2 separate regions of the Mus musculus genome follow, and region 2 is linked to region 1. Evidence: chromatin contacts called from public capture Hi-C data. All regions are on one chromosome and are shown on one strand. Each heading gives the region's core, a stretch centred on a gene start, on an enhancer-like site or on the middle of the called end of the contact. The rest is flanking DNA. Distances are from core to core; before and after follow the strand shown. Region 1 holds the start of Tbc1d22bos (TBC1 domain family, member 22B, opposite strand). Region 2 holds the start of Glp1r (glucagon-like peptide 1 receptor).

What was found. Capture Hi-C pulls out chosen DNA fragments and counts their contacts.
Region 2: a contact with region 1 is called in a capture Hi-C map of embryonic stem cells, with 3 times the contacts expected there. The contact joins the promoter of Glp1r here to the promoter of Tbc1d22bos in region 1. A contact is called at or near these places in 1 of 39 promoter capture datasets (pre-B cells) and 1 of 9 other capture datasets (embryonic stem cells).

Annotation. Positions count from the first base shown.
Region 1 is chr17:29,594,736-29,598,339 of GRCm38.p6, reverse strand. Tbc1d22bos (TBC1 domain family, member 22B, opposite strand) reads left to right here and starts at 2,035. Exons shown (of 4, transcript NR_045447.1): 1 at 2,035-2,124. Tbc1d22b (TBC1 domain family, member 22B) reads right to left here. Exons shown (of 13, transcript NM_198647.1): 9 at 3,557-3,604; 10 at 2,417-2,492. It overlaps Mir7667 (microRNA 7667), which reads right to left and starts at 2,802; the gene lies at 2,740-2,802.
Region 2 is chr17:30,899,873-30,903,476 of GRCm38.p6, reverse strand. It overlaps Glp1r (glucagon-like peptide 1 receptor), which reads right to left and starts at 1,610. Exons shown (of 13, transcript NM_021332.2): 1 at 1,523-1,610. The coding sequence starts at 1,600.

The DNA of each region.
Region 1 (3,604 bases), core at 786-3,285:
GGATTGTGAGGTGGTTGTTGTTGCTGCAGTCTTTCTAATGAGAAAGTACATAAATCATAAGAGCATGGTGCACATTTATTTTATGTGTGTGTGGGGGGGGTGTTTGTGTGTGGTTGGGGGAAGATATGTGTGTGTGTGTGTTTGTGTATGTGGTTTGTGTGTGGTTGGTGGGGGGGATGTGTGTGTGTGTGTGTTCTTGTGGAGGTGAGAGGACAACTTGCAGTAGTCTGTTTGCTCCTTCTACCATGACAATCAGGATGTCAGGCCTGGCAGCAAGCATCTTTAGCCCAGTGAATCAGCTCCACAGCCCAGTGTACACATTTTTAAAAACCCCACTATTTTTAATCTTCATGCCTTTATTTACCTAGGCCAGAAAAAAAAAAGGAGGTAGACAGCAGAAGAAACCACTGACTTTGCCGTCTGGAATCCATCTGATGACCAGCCCTGGGGGCCATTTAGTTCCCCAAAAGAGGACAGCATGAAAGGCTCAGGGGAATGATGGCCTGTGGGGCAATGGGCTATGCACAGACAGCCTGGTCTCCAGTCCAGCTGAGGTCTTGAACCCCGGTGGTACCCGATGGGTGGTAATTTCTACCTACATGGGACGGAAGGCATCTGATCATGTCTCCTGGACCCCTGGCTCCTGTCGAAGTTACCACCCCCACAAGAGAATCATGTGGCTAATAGTCTCGTAGACAATGTCCCAAGCTTCTGGCATTCTGGCTAGACTCCTCCACAGTTACCTAGCAACAACAAGATAGCAGCCCACTATAAGAGGGGCTGCTTGGCCCCTCCTCGCTCTCTTTAAGCTTTCTTCTTCTCTAGCCTTTCCTCTTTTTCTCTTCCCCCTTCTCTCCTTGTGACCATGGCCGGCCTCTCCCTCTCTCTTTCTACCTTCTCTCTTTCCCCCTGGCTTTCTACAACAAAGCTCTAAAACCATAGACTGTCTCTGCTCACAAGGCCCGCTGTGCTTGAACGATGGGATAGGCTTTCTCTTAACGATCCGTGTCTAACCTCCCGACAGAAGGCCTTCCTGCGCTCCAGCCATGGACTGGACTAAGGACTCTTGCCTGCGTGGGAACCACCCAGTACCCACCTTTCCCCTGCCCTCTTCCCTTATCTCCGGGGCCGAGTGCCGCCCTGGGGCCCCTATTCTGTTCTCAGCTCCTCTGTCATATCCAGCGTGGGATGCCAGAGACTGAGAACCTGGTACCAGGAGCTGCCCCTTGTCCACCCCCTGCCATGCGGGGTCAGTGGCTTCACACAGCCAGATGCCCATCCGGGGCCGAGTGGAAAGTGTCTGGCAGTCCTCCCCCATCTGCCCGCCCAGAGCATGGGAACCCTGGCGGGACGCGGGCACTCTCTCCTACTCCCCTCTTCCCTACACACCCACGGCCTCACAATTGGCCCACTATAGAGGCCAGCGGCTGGGCAGGGCAGGGAGGCCCAGAGGGAAAGCACGCCATTACCCCGCACAGAGCTATTGTGAGGGGCACGTGAAGGTGCACACCAAGGCTCTAGGTCGTGGAAAGATGAAAGAGCAAGACAAACCAAGGATGCTCCCATGACCAAGAGAACCTGGGAAGGAGTGAGAGAGAGCCAACTGGGTAGGGAAAGGAGGGATGGGCAGGAAGTCCCACAGCAGAGACGGGGAGGCACAGATGGCTGGTACAGTGGCTGGCAGCCCTGAAGATGCGCTCGCTGGCCTACAGATCTCAGGTCACAGAGCCCCCTGCAAGGTTCACACTGCAGGGAAGAGTAACTCCTAACCTTCTCTGTCTGTCTGGCCACAGTGTCCTTGTCACTCGGGCTTCCTAGGTGCCTGCCTGGCCAGAGCTGGAAAGCTGCACTCCTATAAGCACCTGCTCTTCCCAGCTATCTGCCTCCCAGGGAGCTGTGCCGAGCTTTTCCAGCCCATTCAGGTCCCAGCAGGTCAGCCAGGCTTGGGGAGCCTGTGTTAAGCCTGGGATTGTTATGTGACCATGTGACAGGCAAGGTCAACCCTCAGACTGCATGCAAAGGCAACGGGAAGCCACTGGTGGCTCAGCAACAGAAGGGCACAGACAGAACACTGCTAGAAAACCCTCTCAGGATGACGGTTTGAAGGAGGACAAGGAAGAGAATGTAAGTCCTTCTAGGAGGAAGGTGTCCAGAGCAAATGGCTGGACCAGGGCTGTGGACTGGGAAGGAGAGGGGAGGGGCTGGGGCAGAGCTGAGAGGGAACTGAGGCCACGGTGACAGAATGAGGTGGAAAGACCTTGGGAGAGCTCACAGCCTTCCCGCTGAGCTGTGAAGACAGTGATGCCAAGGCAGTGTGCCACAAGGACTGACTGGGAAGGGAGCCGAGGAGGACCGAGTGTCACAGCTTAGGTGGGACCTGGGCTACTACTGGAGAAGTCCCATCCTCCCAACCTACCATCGATCCGGCTGACGAGCTCTTCCAGCGCCTTGACCTTCTTCTGGATCCCTGGCTGTGCAAACGTGTAATTATCCTGTGAAGGACACAGAGCCAGGGTGAGCAGTGTCCAAACCAGCTGCTTTCTACACCTAGACAGAGCTCATAGAGACAGGCTGCTCTGTCGTTATTGCTGGTATGTGCGTGTGCGCCTGTGCCAGCATGTGTGTGTTACCCAGGCCACGGAGATTTCAGGTATCATTCCTCACAAACATCTATCTTGCTTTCTGAGACAGGGTCTCACTGAGACTGGAGCTCAAGATTAGGCTAGGCACCTCCCTCCCCAGTGCCATCTCTGCAGTCCCTGAAGCATATTAAAAGTATATCAGGGGCTAGAGAGATGGCTCAGTGGTCAAGAGTGCATACTCTCTTCCAGGGTATGGTTCCTAGTGGCTCACAACTACCTGAGACTCCAGATCCCAGTGATCCAACACTTCCAGCCTCCAAACACCTGCACTCGTGTGCACATACCTATACACAGGCTGGAGAGATGGCTCACTGGTTAAGAGCACTGGCTGCTCTTCCAAGAGGACCCAGGTTCAATTCCCAGCATCCACATGGCAGCTCACAAATGTCTGTAACTCCAGGTCCAGGGAATTCAATACCTTCACACAGACTGATGCATATATGTGTGTGTGTGTGTGTGTGTGTGTGTGTGTATGTGTTTGTGTGTGTGTGCAAATACCAAAGCACATAAAATAAAAATAAGTAAAATATTATATATATATATGTATATGTAAAATAAACATATATTTTAAAAGTTCACCAAGGCTAACAGCTAGGAACGGTGTTTGGAAACAAAGGGATTCCTAAAACTGCAGCATATGGTGAAAGGCTGGAGGAGGCCTGCCCTGGGGTTGGCCCACAGGATCTGGGTACACAGTAGGGCCCAGGGGCCTCTGTAATGACAGCTAGTGCTGCACAGTGATTTTCTCAGCCCCGGAGGGATGCTAGCCCACTGTCTAGTGAAGCTAATAGAAGAGGCAGAGGTGCGCTGGTGGGGGGTGGATGGGAAGTGTGTGTGGGGTCTACCTCACACAGCAGAGCAGTAGGGAAGCAGAAGCCCAAGGCAGCGCTGGGCCTGGCCGGGGGGCAGCTCACCTGTATTCCGTCCAGCAGCTTGCTCATGCACCAGAAGCTGTCGGCTTC
Region 2 (3,604 bases), core at 361-2,860, 1.3 Mb before region 1:
GGAGACATTAGTACTCGCCATAACAAGGGCACCCCATCAAAGCTCCAGTGTGTCTCTTCAGCACCTGCATTTCTGCTCTTATGAACCAGGGCTGGAGTAAGGGTCAAGATGCTTGACATTAGAGGAGGGAGTCTTGCAGGGAGAAGAAAGGAAGGCCTCAAGCTTGGCTCTGTCCCCTCACTCTCAACCTAATCTGCAAATGTGACCCACAGCAGCCTAGGACCAGAAGGCTCAAATCCCCACCATCCTGCCTCACAAGAAGGAACTGAGCAGCGAATCTGCGGTTGTGGCTGGAAAGATCCCAATGTCACCAGGAAAGCCATGGCCTGCAGGGGAACAGAGAGGCAGTGCCAGAGACTGGGAAGGTATCTCTTGGGGACAGTTGGCCCTGGAGAACAGGGAGAGGATTAATCTGGGAAAGGGTTTGGGAGCTGAGACAGTGCACTTCCTGGGGAGGCACCTCTGTCCACAACTCGGTTCTCAGCCAGGGCTGAGGTCTGTGCCCTCCTATGTCAGACCAAGCTCAAACGGATGCAGGCCCACTCCCCAACGGTTAAGCCCTTTAGCTCTGGAGGTGGACACAAGACATGATGTGTAAAGTACTCCCTTCTATAGGAACACTGCCCAGCCTTGGGCCTCTTCTATGCAAGGGTATCCTGGCACATTTGAACAACCGCCCTCCATACAAGCAGCTGGCCATCATGGCCAGGGCAGGAGCCTGGGGCAGGATTCACAGGCAGGTCAGAGAGAGTCAGAGAAGAGCCCACAAGAGTCCAGCTGCGACCTAGTCTTTGGCGACACCAAGGAGGTTGGATGTTCCGGTGACCCTCGGTATTCTTTCTGGTGGGTTATTAATCCAAGGGGGTCTAGGATGGGTATTAGCCGAGTGTATGAGAGGGCCTGGCTGATCCAGAAGAAACAGGGAACCTGCTGCATGTTTGCTGCAGAGGCTGGGGTGGAGGTGGCAAGTCAGTGCCACCTGGGAGGTCATCAGGAAGGACAACAGGCTGCAGGGTCCCTGGGGCTATGAGTCAAAGACTGTGATGAGGTGATGGGAGGAAGCTGCATTTCTACAACCAGGCCCCTTCGGTCCTCTAGAGCTTCCTGGGTACCCCATACACAAGGAAGCCCAGGAGGAGTGCAGGGGAAGGCACCGCAGGGGTTCTGAGTACAGAGGGAAGGCAGAGTGCCAGTGGGTTTGGAAAAGGAGTTGGGAAAGTAATAAGGGACAAAGACGGGTCGCAGAAGTCAGAGCAGGGCAACCCTGGGGCAGCTGGTGCCCTGACAGAGCAGCTGGAGCCGAGAAGTGAGGCAGCTCTTCAGGATGAGGGTAGTCACCTCATGTCCAATCCCCACCTGGACTCCTCAACTCCTCTGTCTCTTCCTCGCCTGAGCCTTGCACTTCCCCTGTCTGGGGTCCCGGAGTTTCTGCTCAAGTCCAGGAGCCCCTCCGCTAGCTCTTGTGCCCGCAGAACACCGCAGCGTCCCCCTCCCATTTGTCACCGGGGTTCCCAGGGCTCACCTGAGGGCGGGGGCCGGCCCTGCCCACCGCCCCGAGCAGCAGGAGCGCCAGGCGCAGGAGGCTTGGGGTGCTGGCCATGGCTGGGCGCTCAGGACTGGGTCATAGCTGCCACCTGCGGAACCGCGCGCCGCGACTGATCCCTGCCGGGCTGCGGGGGGAGGAGCTGGCGTGGGGCCGCCCCGCCCGTCCGCAGGAGGGATCGGGCGGGGTCCCTGTCCTCTTCCGCCTGGGTTTCAGGAGGCCCGGGGCCAGACCGGCCTCCAGCGTCCCGGGCCAGGAGATGTTCGGCGCTGTGCTCCCCGCGGGCTCCACTCAGGTTTAAGAGCCGCAGGAGCGGAGCTTCTAGCTCTGAGCGCCTGTGGTGCCTGCGCCTGGCCAGCTCGCTGCGACCAGTGGAGCCCGCCTCCCACCCCCGCACCCCGATCTCCTCCTGGCTCCCCCTCAACTAAGGAAAGCCACGCCCCCACCGAGTCAGTGCTTCCAAAAGGAAACTGAGGCCAGGAAAGGTGTAGGATTGGTACAAGGTCATAGTGTTGGTCAGACTTCTGGAAAGTATCCCACAAGCTGCTAGTTACTAGGGAAGAAAGATCGGACTAGTTGGGTGCCACCTACTTCCCCAATCCTCTCCTCATCCCAAGCCCAGCCTTCTGGGCCTGCACAGCAGTCAAGGTGGTAGGGATCAGGACAAGAGATCCCAGAAGAGTCCTTAGGGTCCTTTCTATCTAAAACTTTAGAAATTGCAGGGTGAAGAGGGTTGAGGCTGGATTCTGTTTTTCTAGAACTTTCCAAATGTTCCCTGTCCACCCCTTGCTGTCCCTGGGCCTGCTACAATGTGTGCCCTGACTAGCTTACCCTATGCACTTCAGTCTGTCTTCCTACACCACACCTTTGCCCTTGGCTGCAGTACAGGTCGGGAGAGCTCCAGACTCCTACCTCTTCTGTGAGTTAATAAGTGGGACAGGCAAGCCGAGGTGTACCACTAACCTCTTGAGGAAGGCAAGAGGATGCACCCCCCCCCCACCATGAACTAGTATAAGGAAGTTGGGTGTGGCTCTACTCAGCCCTGGACCTGCCTAGGGCTAGTCTGGACCATTCTGGAAGAGAAGAGAGATTGGATGCATAGCTGCAACTCTTAGAGATTACAGAACTTCCCAAAGTCCTGCAGGAAGTGGGTCTATACATCCAGTGCTCAATCCCGCGGAGGGAGACAGCCAAGAGAGGTGCGGAGCGCGCTCCACTCAGAGAGAGAAGCTCCCTTCTGGTGAGCTCTGCCTTTGAGTCCCTTGTTTTAGCCCCAGCCTGAGGTCAAGCAGGTTCCCCCTGTGTGCCACACAGGCTTGGCTGTTTAGCTGTCAGGACCATCCATCCAAATAAATGATCTAACTAGGGCTTTTACGGAAAGCAAAGCTGGAACTTCAGCCCAGGTTGGAGTGAGTAGCCATTCTCTGCTCATCAAGGTCTCCAGATCTTTTCGCTTTTCTGGTACCAGCATCTACCTAAATGACCCGAAGTGGCTCGCTTTAGAACCAATCAGGACATCAAAAGTCCAGCTGCAGGGAAGGACCAGCTGATTGCCCAGAGGGACCTGTCCTGAAGACAGCAATCATCAATTCCCCACCTGCTCATCAGAATTTAGTCACATGGCCATCCCTAGTTTCAAGAGAGGCTGGAAAAGGTACTTTTTATTTTGGGCTGTCACAGGCACAGTTAAGCAATGTACCTTTCGTTATTCTGCTTTTTATAGCTAATAACACCACTCCACAGACTGAGCACTGTGTTTTGTTGTGTTAGACAAGCTCTCTCTACGTAGCCCTGGCTATTCTAGGACTCACTCTGTAGATCAGGCTGGTCTTGAACTCACAGAGATCCACCTGCCTCTGCCTCCCAAGTACTGGAATTAAAGGTGTGCGCCACCACTGTCCAGCAAGTCTAAGAACATTTTGAAGAAAATTTTACTTGGGCTCCTGATTCTGATGTAAAGGTAAAGAACTACAGTCAGAAGCATCCTTCACAGACTTCTGGAGTGGTGAAGGGTATCCTACATGGACCATCAGGGTTTAATATACCTAACCATACTGGCTT